2 separate regions of the Anas platyrhynchos genome follow, and region 1 is linked to region 2. Evidence: chromatin contacts called from public Hi-C data. All regions are on one chromosome and are shown on one strand. The core of a region is the stretch at or near the end of the contact, and the rest is flanking DNA. Distances in the headings are between cores, read along the strand shown.

What was found. Hi-C and Micro-C count contacts between places; a contact is called where the count stands out from the background.
Region 1: a Hi-C map of skeletal muscle shows a contact between it and region 2, with 2.7 times the contacts expected there. The contact joins the enhancer-like site here to the promoter of COX16 in region 2. A contact is called at or near these places in 2 of 8 Hi-C or Micro-C datasets (skeletal muscle and subcutaneous adipose tissue).

The regions. Positions count from the first base shown.
Region 1 is chr5:36,858,571-36,865,106 of IASCAAS_PekinDuck_T2T, reverse strand. No RefSeq gene overlaps it. Among named protein-coding and RNA genes, the nearest start is that of SLC10A1, 12 kb to the left of the region's middle. Within about 2 kb of position 3,051, at least 1 of the 8 cell types and tissues checked has an H3K27ac peak or open chromatin away from gene starts, as enhancers often do.
Region 2 is chr5:36,537,819-36,544,112 of IASCAAS_PekinDuck_T2T, reverse strand. It overlaps COX16 (cytochrome c oxidase assembly factor COX16), which reads right to left and starts at 2,013. Exons shown (of 5, transcript XM_027457531.3): 1 at 1,780-2,013. The coding sequence starts at 1,839. It overlaps LOC101799748 (deubiquitinase DESI2), which reads right to left. Exons shown (of 6, transcript XM_038179142.2): 6 at 4,206-6,294.

The DNA of each region.
Region 1 (6,536 bases), core at 1,802-4,301, 320 kb before region 2:
AAACGACCTTGGCTAACCTGTACGATCTCAGACTAAGCTTTCAGACCTTTCAATGCTTTCACAGTTTCCGAGCTGGGCTGAGCGCCCTTCCAAATTGTCAGCCTGACGCCACCCATGCTGATTTATGTTCCCTGAGAAATGCAATTGTAACTATTTCCATTAAGAGAGCCCTCAAAACCGTAAATGGCTCCAAAGTTGTGAAGAATGCATGCCCCCGGCTCCCTACAAATTGCCCCTTATATTTCCCTGAATCTAGCTGTATCCGGTGCTTCAGCTAAAGCAGCGTTTTTATTTACAGCACGTGCACGTGTGCAAGGCACACTACCGGCTTGTGCTGGCACGCTGTCCACACCCAGACTCCTACCAGAATCCCTGTCCACCACTGAGGCTTCCTATCACAGCATCACTCCCCAGGTGAAGGCCTCATTCGGTTTGTCCTTTTCCTTACTATATTTGCTCATCCACTTTGAAAATAAGATCTCTCAGGATTTTTTTTTTTTTTTTTTTTTGGGGGGGGGGGGTCAGCAGCTTGTTTGGGGTTTTTGCTAACAAAAAAGGAACAATTCTTGTAGGATTCCTAGGACAACACACTTTATTTCAGGCACAAACAAACCCTGGCTCTCAGTTAGCATATGCGAGCCGCTGTACAGCACTACATTCACCTACGGAGGTATATAAAGGGTAATGATAATGTTGCCCAGAAGGCTAACACATCAAAGGCCGAAGAGCAGTTAAAATGTATTACGAGCTGTTGGCAGTGATTGTGGGGGGTATTAGCGTATTGCTGGTTGAGACGGCCTGAGTAAATGAAAACCCTCTGGATTAATTGGTACACCAAAGAGATTTCGGAGGAAAATGGAGGCTGATGGAAAATGACAAACACTGGAGAACGCAGATAGCTCGGCGTGCTGACCTACGGCAGGGCACTGCTGATTAACTTGCGGCTCCCTGCTGTGCCCTGGGGAGCTCAGCCAGGCCAGGCTGCCCCACCGGCAGGAGCTGCGGTGCTGCCATCCTTGCATCCACGGGTGGTTAGAGGTGAGACTTACCAGGTGTCTTCTGACACCTGGACACCACAGGAGAAGAGTTTAATTATTTTTAATGATGTGGGGGCTGGGGGAGGGAGGGGAGGACTTACTTAGTCTCCTGGTGTCTGGTGTCACAGAGCAAGTGAAGCTGGGAACTTAAATATTTATTAGCACAGAGACTGCTAGCTGAATTGGATGGCAACCAGCATGGGTAATATTGAATGTTACGACTCCATCCTTTACCATGTAAACCAATATTCCAGCTTCTACTGTGTATTTTATTACTAATGCTTCAATTATACACAAACAGCATTTAAACTAAGTGTTACAGCAACAGCTACACAAACTCAAATTATACTGGCTTGTTCGCATGCGAATTGACCCGCTGGAGCTCATTGACCCACCTCTCAACCCACCACAGCCACACCAGGTTAAGTCCTGCCCTCCTGGGCCACCCATCTGGTGACTGGATCTGGGTACCCATGCTGACACCAGTGGGCAACTGGCACTGACTGGGGGGTTTCTTCACCTCTTTCACGCACCCACACTAGGTTGTCAAGGGTAGAGGATCCTCTTCTTTTCTCTGGCCAGCAGCCAGGTTCACCAGTGGGTTTTCTTCAGGGTTTTCAAAAGAATTTGCCCAAAGCCAACCTGCTGCTATATTTATGCTTTCTTATCTGGGCATCATATGGCTACATCCTCAGTCTTCTTTCTATGATCTTATCCACTTGTCATCATCTCTGACAGATGACGATTTTCTATTGTTAGTTTTAACTAGAAGCTTCACAGTTTGGGTGGTTTCCTGTTCAGTTATTCCAGTCCCCTTGCAGCTCAAGTTAGCTTCATTCCTATGCCCACCATTTGAACTCCACACTTCACAGATTTGTCTCTTTCAGACTTCAGGTGTCATAGGAAGACAAGAAGAGAAGATGGCATTTTTCTCGTCACCTGAGATGATTTACAAGCTCCCTTTCTCCTTGCATTATCCTTTCAGTGTACAGAAAAGGGGAAGGAAGAGCTGCTAAAACCTGAGCACTGCATGGCCTTCTGGTGGCTGTGTGGGCATGATGGGGATGGAAACTCCAGGGGAACCTTTCTCTGTCCTTTCTCCAAATATATTTAGAAGCAAATTATGTGAGTAAAGATTTGGCAGAAAGACAGAGATGGAAAGTGAGATGCCGTATGCAGCTCATGTCCCAAAAAGCTCGACTCCTGCTGACACAAGTTTGACAGGCTCCCACCTGGTCTCCCAGCTTGTTGTCTCAGATGATTTAAAGCATGGCTGAGCTCTACAGCCTCCATCATTACCTGTCCCACTGTTCTGCCAGCAACTCCATCCTTCAGTGGGTGTCACAGGAAAAGCTGTGTTTTCTGCTTGTGCCAGGGAGCGTTGTGGTAATGTGGGAGAAACAGCAGTCTTTTACATTTTTTTTCATATTGTGAAGGTAATGGACACTAACTTCTCTTTGACATGTTCCTGAAAAATTCCTTGCTTCTTCCATAAATCCAAGACTTATATAAAGAATCTGTTTTCCATCTTAAGGCTAAAGACAAACATCAATTTTAAAATCTATTTTTAAAGTGAGTTGCATTGCAATTTATAATCTTAAACTGAAGTTTTAAAAGTGCTCTCATCCTTGAAAAGAAGAGACCATTTCATTGCTAATGACTAATGATAAAGTGTTTTCTGAAGGTGACTGAGCATAGCACAAGAAGTCTTAAATATATTTATTAGCTTATTAAACATAATGAATTGAATCTGGTTGCTAATATTAGCTATGCCTTTGTAAGTGAAAAGCACTTTTGGTTAGTTAGACAGTTTCTTATCAAAGAACAAAAATACAACATTAAAACATATGCAGCTTACTGAATAATCATGTTATTTGTCAGACAAGCAGAAGAATCATCACTGAAGCACTCTCAACGTGCCAAATTGGGTAATATACATAATTAGGATCCATTTGATTAGATATGTGCCCATGGTAACAGCCACACTCATGATCCACATATTAGTACAGCCTTGAAATAATCTTCAAGGAGAATGATGGCAACAGTGCACATCTGAAGCTTCACTGGAGAGACTTTTGGAACATAACCTACGTACTGATTTCCTCTGTTTCTGTGGTTATTCTTTATTTTTAAACAATGCATGCTTTTGTTCTCAAAGGTGATATACTGCTTCCACGAAATGTCACTGCACTTTTATCCCTAAAAGGAAGATCTTGTAATCATCTACATAACATTTTAAAGCCCCAAACCTTCCTATATTTAGGGACATATCCCAGCAATTGGCAAGACTGCTGCAAGCTGTTACTGGGAGGTGGGAGCAATCATCACCTGGAAGCCAGCCCATCTCAGATCCACTCTCCTCGTGGAGCCCAGGACAGCCCGGTGATGGATAAGGCCTTCTGGATGTTCTTTTAGGCTGTTGCAGGAGCCTCATGAAGACACTGCAAGGACTCAGTGAGAAGATGGATTTTGCATCAGATCCAAACCTCTGAGAGAGCCTGCAAGTGCTGATCTACTGCCAACCCACAGGGAATGAGTCTGGAGGGTACTATTTGGGTAACAGTGGAACCCAAGAGAGTTTGTTTAGCCGTAGATGCAATATGAATTGTTCCTGCAGTTTATTTTTACATCCTTAAAGGGTGAATGAGTTTGGAAAAGTTGGGCAGAGGCAGGGAATTAGCAGAATGAATTATTAGGAGTTATTTATACAAAATGAGAGAAATAAATCTCCTGGTACAACAGCGTATGTCCAGGACGATGACAGTTGCTGCTTTTGCAGTAGTGGCCACTGGGAAATATTTAAAAGAATATTTCCCCCCCCGTAAGGAAGAGACCAGGATATAGATAGGTTTGCCAAGGTGAAGGCACCAAGCAAAGACTGGTTTGTAGTTGGGGAACCTGGGCAACAAATACCGAGAGTCTGGCAGAAGAGGACTGTGGATCACCCCTGGGGAGGTCCTGGCCAGCCTGATCCAGTGGGGTAGGATGGATGTGACTAGAATGTGGCCATGTGAACTATCCCACCAGTGCAAGAGAGCCGTTGTGTACCCATGCGCAGACACCTCACCCTGTAGAAGCAAGACCCTGTCTGGGGATATATAATGGAGAGGGAATCAGCACTGAAAGACTGGCAAAACAATGATTCAGGAAGATGTCTGGCTTTTGGGAAAAAGGGGTTTATGTCAAGTGTATGGGAAACACAGAACAGCTAGAAGGTTTTGATGGAGGAGCACAGGGGAAGACTTTACTCCCTGGTTTGGCTTTTGCAGAAGAGGAGCACTTTTCTTCAAGGGGTTGGTGACACACACAGCTGTGTTTGCAGCCTTCAGCTGGAAGGCAACAATACTGTAAGTCATGGCTACACGAGGCAGTCAAACTGGTACTAGGTATGGTGGTAGGATTATACAGGCAAAAAGAGACTTGTGGGTCCATCTGGGGCATGCAGTGCCTGATTCAGAATGGGTCACCTTTCTGCATATTAGTGTGCTGTTCATCACACTGGGGACAGGATCCATAATCCTCAGCAATATAAATTAAGTTCACTGATCAAAATGCACTAAAGTGGTTTGTCAAATTCCTACATCCTTCTTTTTCAGCAAGCACTTTTTTTAGTAGGGCACTCTTTTAGGCTACCCTGTGGACAGCTGCCTCCTGTATGTGACAGCACACTTGCACTGGGTGTGCTCAGGTGCTTGGGATGTCCTGCAGGCTGAAGGGTGTCCTCTGGCCATGGGGCTGCCAGTCTGGCATCTCTATGCGGGGTGAAACCAGCCTGGAAGAGGGACAGCAGATATACCCACTGTGAGAGTGCTCAGGCACACATACATGTATAGGGAGTGCTAGTCCCTCCTGTGATAAACAGCTCTAAGGAGAACTATGTGAAATTTTGAGTTTCTGCTTCTGTTTTCCAGAACAGAACAAACTGGGGCAAAAAAATAGGAAAAAATTGTTTCCTGGAATTAAAACAGTCATGTTCAGAAATGTCTACATGTTCTGTTTTGACATTTTTTGGATCAAAGTGAAGCGTTTTGACGTTTCTGAGGTAGGAATGTTTTGTTTCAATTTGTTGAACTGACATGAAACGTTTCGTTTCAAGTCTGCTTAACATTAAAGTAGGCAGTCCGCTTCCTTGGGTTTGGGTCCCATTCTCTCCTCTGGGCTGTGCTCCCTGGGAGCTTTGCCCAGCTCCCATAAAGCTTGGGCAAGGTCCACGTTGTTCTCAGTAAATGTAGCTCAGCCACAAGGCCCCATGCACAGGAAAGAACAGAGGCCTTTTCGGGAAAGTGCATTTTGATGTCGAACTGAACCAGAATGAAAAATTGGGGGGCAGTTCACCTCTGACAGTTCACCCCTGGCAAAACACGATCTCATTCCAGCAGCGTCCCCATCTTCCCACCGGCGTTTTTTAATTGTGCAGAAGCCATTTTCTGATCAAAAAAGGAGGAAGTCTCCCAGTGAGCGCCTGTATAGGTGTTGACAAGATCTACATCAATCGGCTCCCCAGAGGGCTGCAGGCTGGTCCCCTGGACTTAGTCCTTGTTGTGGGGATGGAGCAGCCCTCCAAGCCAGGACAAGCTGAGGAGCCCCGCTCCAGGCGCTGACTGAGGCCCAGGCAGCCTCTGGCTTGGCTGGCCCCAAGGGGGAGCGAGGGTGAGAGGGCTGAAATAAGAGCAGAAGTTGCTCTCGGGATGTTAGCAGACCCTCTTCTTTTCTGGAGATGGCCATCGGGTCTTGCTGGTGTTCCTGAAGAATTTCGCCTAAAAGCTGCTCTGGTTCATTCTCGACGGGGCAGATCCTACAGCTTGCTGTGCAGGACTGGGCCCCTCCTCCCCCTTTCCTGAGCAGCAGCTTCAAAAGATCTCTGATTTTGCTCTCCAATCAAGCAATCTCATTTGCAAAACAACTGCAAGGGCCCTTCGAAAGCGGAGGGCCTGCTTCTTTGTTCAGGGCTGGCTTTGGTGACACAAAGGAACCATAAAGGTGATGGCGGCGAGGCCTGGGCAGCGGCAGCGCTTCCTGGGCTGCCAGCCCTGGCCTCCCTCCCCCAGCTGTAATTTCAGACCCTGAACGTCAGGATTATGCAGGGCCGAGACCAAGGCGAACAAGGTGGATTGCAACTATTCTTAGCTACAAAAATTATTCCCGGCTTGCTTTGAAATCCGAACCAGGGTTAATTTCTCCCCCCCTTCCCCCAGCCTGTTTCCTCTCCTCTTTCATGTACCTATTTGCATAGACTGTCATCGCAAGAATCTCCATTAAAATTGAAAGCCTCCTTCCTGCATGTCACCTCTCGCAGCCCCCTTCTGCTTGCCCTGCGTGACTTTTGGAGGGCTGGAGAGCAAAGGTCCTCCGCTAGCATCGCCTGGCCGAGCCCTGCATTCCCCGTACCGCTGGGTTGCTATAGGAACATCTATCAACTGGGGAGTGCCGGGGAAAAAGAGCAGGGAATTATCTTAATTGTCTAATGATTGATTAATATGTGTTTACACAGCACTTCAA
Region 2 (6,294 bases), core at 764-3,263:
TGACTGTGCACAAATTCAGCACCTTTACTGCTATCACTGATCTTTTAGGAATATTCTGCTCAGCTTCAGAGATGCCTTCAGAGGTCAATAGATAGCTGAGGAACTGAAAAAAACTGCACAAGTTTTCCTTTCTCTTACTCCTTGGGAAGCCTTTGGGCAACAACACAGAAACATACTGAAATATTCACAGGGGAGACTAATTTTAAGGTATGGAGATATGAAACCCTGGAAGGAGATATGACAGAATATTTCTCAATATTATATTGTTTCTGGGGGAAAGATCGCTGTGGTAAGGAAAGAGGAATGAAATTAAACAGGACAAAAAAAAAAAAGGTCTCTAAAATGTCTGCTATGACTGATGGCAAACCACACAACACCACCAGAAGGCCCAGAAGGGCAACCAGAGGTCTGCCCTGGCCCAGGAAACTGAAGCCCTAGCTCCAGCGCTGGGGCAGAACTGAAAACATGATGTTGCTGACAGGTGGTTGTTAAAGCTCTTCTCCATGTTTGTTTGTTTGTTTGTTTTAAACAAGTGTTTTACTTTACACTTCTTTCTGTGTCTTATAATAAGATTTATTTTTTCCACAACGTATATTTGTCCTGCAGGACCCACCCCACCCAAGATACCTTCCCACATCGGAAAAGAACTAATAACTATGTTGTGGTTTTTTTTTTTCAATCCTTTGATAACACAAATGATAACAAGCATGTCTTTGCCATACTTGTTGGAAGTTTTATCAAAGTCAAGATCTTGCACATCAGTTGCATCTCCTCACTCACTGCACCAGTTAACCTACCAAACCAGACATATTTGTTATTGAAAAGCTACGGTGACTTTTTTTCTCCACCAGTGTACCACTTCTAAGTATCTGTGATTTAATCATTTAGTATGATTCCCAAACTTTTTAATAGAGTTAAAATTGAGCTGCAGAATATTAAGCTGAGTTCTCCTTATTCTGAAAGTAGCAAACCTTAAAGAGGGTGACCTTAATAATCAGGTAAACAATAGCACTGTGTCTTAAAAATGCACCCAACCTGAAACACCTCAGAAAGGTGTTTTTAAACTCAAGAATAATATCCGAATGTCCAAACGTGAGGGCACTAATTTCAGTCTGAGCACCAAGAAGCGCAGCTCTGGCCAGCCCTCTGGGCACAGGTGCATGCAGCGGGGTGGCTGGACAGCTTTAGTGCTGTATCTTATGAATAAAAAGTAGTGCCAACTTTTGTTTGCAGTACCAGGGACTGGACTGGCTGATGCAAACGGTTCGTGCAGCTCTGTCATTATCACATTAGCTTGTTGGTTTTTTTTTGTTTGTTTGTTTGTTTTTTTTTGACCTGTTTTCACTTCTCACAAGTGTCTTTATCGTTGTTTTGAGAAATGTTACTTGAGTGCTTTCAATTGCATGATCATTTCCACTTAAAGCTCTTATCCTGGACACCTCTGGAATGGCATACTTGCATCACTGAAATAAACAGCCTCAAACTTTTTAATCCTTTAATCCTTTTAACTTTAAAGAAGCACCCCCACCTTTCTCCGGACCACCCCATTCTTCAGACGTGCGCTGCGCGAGATTTAAGGAGGATCTCGTTCATTTACCCAAAAGCACTATAAAATATATTAAAATCACCCTTTACCCTACTCTTCATCCACCTTGAAAGCCACTCACCCTTTAAGCACCCCATAAACGGAAACGATCGTGAGGCTGCCCCCGGGGCACCCAGCGCCCGCCTCCCTCCTCTCACCCCCCGGCCCCTCGGGCCGCCCCCCGCCCCGCTCACCAAGAGGGGGACGCCGTAGGTCATGGTGCGGCCCCTCCACAGCCGCCGGAGCCGCTCCATGGGCCCCGGCAGCGTTTTCCTCCCTCCTCCCCTCGGTGCCCGGCGGTTCCGGGCCGCCACAGCCGCTCCCTCCGGCGGCGCAACGCGGCCGCGGTCGCGGCGTTCCGCGGGGAGGCTGCAAATGGCGGCGCCGCGCCCCTGCCGCCGTGCCCGTCCCCTGTGAATCCCTTGTCTGAGGGAAACTGCGGGCAGGAGGGGCAGGTCGGGCTCTCTTCCAGGGCTGGGCACGGTCAAAGTTACTCGCTGCAGCATAGGCCTTGGGAGGGGTGGGGGGGTGAAAGCACCGTCCACAAACCAGAGCCTGGCCCTGAATTACCCTGCTGAAATAAAATTCCCTTTGTGTGTGTACGGTAGAGGAGTTTGTCCTCCCTAAAGACACCTTTGAAGTCGCAGAAATGAGTAAACAACACAAAACTACAGAGAAAAAAGGCTCTCAGGCAACCCTGAGGCTGATGAGCAGCTACTGTGCGGCCAGGTGGTTGGTGGCTGGACGTCCCCAGGGAGAAGTTCCCTTCGCGATTCCCAAAGGTGAAAGCAAGAACGTGTTTCTGCAGCCAAATCTGCCCCAGTAGGCAGAGGAAAGGCCTGCAGCGAACAGTTGGGGAAGGAACAAAGGCTTGTGTCTGTAACAAAGAAAAATCCATGTGAAAATCAATAGCTGCTACGGCGCTCCCAGCAGGGAAGAGAGTAGCAGTCCCCTGCCAGCTAGGCGAGGACAGCCTCTTGGCACCTGCTGAGCAGTGGGTACTGCGCTGGTGAAGATCTAGCACTGCTTGTGTACACGCTTTGTATTCACCAATAAAGATTTGTAGGGGTCACAGTCCCTGCTGAGCACACCCTGGTGTTGAACGTGTGAAAAAGAGCTTCAGGAAGGGGATTTGATTCAAATCCTCGGCGTTTTTCTGTGTACTGCACTTCCTTGTAGGTTTCTGAGGGACATTTGGAAAAGGGCTTGGCCTGGGCTAAGTGGATCTCAAAACATGCTACTTTGCAGAATGATGATTAAATGATGACTAGCAGAAAGGAATTACTAGTTCACTGAATCTCAGCACACGTGGGGTTTTACTGCCATCTCTAAAGCCAGCCTGCGGAGCTGAGACCAGGGGCATTTCAGGAAAGCAGGTGGCGTGGAGAGACAAGGAGCTTCCGTAGCTTACCAGGGAAAGCAGGACTGCAGGAAACATTGCCATTCAGATTGGTAAGGCTGAGGGCACCACTGCATTTAAACTTATACAGCTTCTACCCTCCCCAGTGAGACATATAAAAATATTTGCTCAGTGGATGACCAGTACATAGGCAGCAGAAGCTATACTTACAACAAAACACAAGTCAGCTCAATGCTGTTAAGGAAAATGTGCAAACCCCAATAGGTTTTGTAGGTGAATACACATCTTCTTTCCTGAGGGCTTTCTTCTATGATTTTGAACTTTCCATCAAATCTCATTGATTAGGCAGTCCTCAGGGTCTGGCAGTTAGCTGTGTCTTTCATTTTGTTTCCCAAGGAGATAAAACTACCATGATCGTACTGCCAATTTTCCTCCACTGTTATCCCTTATCCCAATCATGTTGCACTCCCAGAAACTTTTAAATCTGATCAAAACAAAGCCAGCTACAGCAGCATTAATGGATCATCTGCTGCGGTTTAGAACCATCAGTCATTCATTCCTGGTAGCAATTTAATGTCTTCCACCATCCCCTCAAACAACTGAATTCCAGAAATGCTGACTTTTGTCTGGGAGTGAAGAGAGCAAAAGAACAGGCCTGTGTTCATCTCTGGGCTGCGTTCAGTCTGAGATGAAGTCATCACAGAGCACTCCTATCAGCACTGGGAATAATCTGAAATTAAGAGAATTGCTATTGCAGATACAGGAGTGCTGAGAAGAACGGTTACTACTTACCTCATTTGCCTCACTGTAACTTTCCATAAAAACAGTTTGTCCTGTAACTTGAATTAGACTAACCTTACCTTCATTGTTACTGTCTCACCTGAGGACTATTAGCTCCCTGCTAGAGAAGTAACCCTCAGCTGCTGATGCCCATGTACAGCGTTGGTGCCCTCCCATTCCAGCTTCAACAAGGGCACAAAAAGTCCTGGCAGTAAGTAGAAGGGTTAAGAGTCTGTGCTGGTGCCATTGGGTGCTCTTGTCAAGACTCATAAGCTGCTCTTTGTTTTCACTGATAATTGCTGGTAGCTAAATTTTTTCCATGGTGTTATAATCTAAAACAGTCAGAGAAAGTAAATAAGAAACTAAATGCAAATGTTATAATAATTACAAAATAATAGCAATAATTCTGTGTTAGAAGGATAAAACAAGTGCTTAAACCAAACATGCTGTGCTACAGATGAGCAGTAAATTAGACTTAAAAATGTTTTCATTTTTAATAATCTAAAATGCTGTTAAATTACAGAGATAAAGCTATCACCAATATATATTTTATTTCCACAGTGTCCCTTTGTTCTTGACATTGTTGGTCAATCACCTTGAACAGAGAGGGGTGGGGAGAAACCTTTTTTGAAGACTGAAATATATTCTGGTTTTGACTTATGACAGAGGTTTCATGCCTCCTTGTTATGACCCCGACTGCCATAAACAGACTGACAAACATAAAAGTAGGTAAACAAACATCTGGTTTTTATGACACTGACAGCTCTTCCCAAGCGTTACTCCCAATGCTTCAAGCACATAGTCATGTCCCCCCCAAGAAGGTTGAGTGCACCTTTCTTGTCTGTGTTACAATACAGCCAGTTAAACATTTTACTTTGTGAACTACTGTGAGAGGGTTTTCCTCATGAAACGTGCTGCTGGGGCCATAGTTCTCTCCTAGGTGTGTGCATGAGGTTTTACATGGCGCTCAGGTGCTGAATGGAAACCCAAGGGCTGGCTGGCTGGCTTTTGCCACATCAGGAACAAGGCGCATCTGACTGCAGTTTCCCTGCCCTGCATGGAAGCTCTGGGAAAGCCTTTTCTCACTTTCCTCCAGAGAAGGACTTTAAAAAAGAGATTTGAAAATTCCCTGCACGTATTGTGCTGCTGGCTATTGGCAGGCACCCTGGGAACTTCAGACAAATGGAGCTTGCGCTGCTGGTTCAGGCTACAGTGCCCATGACTGCAGGGGAAGGGAGTACACAACAGTACATTGTGTAATGTTTCTGGGCAGCAGGATGGAGAACAGCATAGAAATCTTATTAAACATCCCTGGACAAGCCAGGGTAATCAAGACTGGTGCTGGATTGGATACCAGGAGCTGCAGAATTGCTCACAATGCAGTATTGGCTGTGGGTAGCCAAGGTTAGTAAGGAACATGACTTTAGTTCAGTACAGAACTTGCAGCAATTTGTTCAGAGGATAAAAATGAGAGGTGTGTTGTAAAAGGTTTGTTGCCCAAACACACACACATCACTCCAGGCAGCAGTGGAGTGAGACCAACCTGTGTGTTGTATTTCCATATGGTATATCTCACCAAAGCCTTTCTTCATGAAGAGTGTGCACATGTAACAAGCTACTAAGCACTGCCTGTGCAGACACGATGCACAGCATAGCCAGCCATGAAAGCACACGCTTCTGTATACCTGAGCTAAAGAAACAGTTGGACTTAGCACACTCTTGGTCTGACAGCAACCAATGAAAGGAGACAACCCATCTTCAGCGCTTGTAGTTTTTCTGGGTGGAGGGAGGAAGTCCTGACTTGGTAGCAGCTGTTGAGAACAGCACTTCTAAAACAGACACCTTCTGTCAGCACTGGGCCTGTTCCTTTTTCATCCTCCTTTGTGTGGCCAAGAGGAGGTAAAAGGGAGAAAGTGGGGTCTGGATTTCCCCTTTGATGCTCTCCCACATCATCTGAATACAACTCCTAGTGAGGTAACTGAGTGCGAGAGTTAGCGAATGTGTCCTTTCCTCCCTCCTCAGCTTTCTTATCAGCCACCAGAATGAGCGGAAAAAGATCCAAAGACCAGATTTTTGTCAAGAGCCGGCCTGGAGAGACCAGTGAGCCAGCTCTGCCCATTTTTCATGCCATTGAAATAGTGCACACAACAGAAGGCACCATGGTGGCCCATGCATGGGAAGGGTCATCCATGCTTTCCTGATGTGGCCCTAGGTTTCCCCTCCACCTCCAGAAAGGGAGGAGAAGGAAACGTGGTGACGTTCTTTGGGTTCGCCACTTATTTGTTACCTTCTTGGGTTGGCTTTAAAATAGGCTGGGGAAGGGTGGCTCGGGAGACACCTTTTAGGTCTCGTGAGTGCAGAACAAGCTGAAGGAAGTACTGGTCTTCCCAGCAGATTCCTTCTCCTCACCTTACTGCTCCAGAAGGCCATTTCCCCCAAAGACTGCCAGCAACCATCAGCTAGGAGACAGATTCGCCAGCCTGGGGAAAAGAGGAAACCAGGAACACTGCCTAGAAATAGGGGAACTGAGAGGGGTCTGTGCCAAAAAGCACCAATATGGACAACAGTC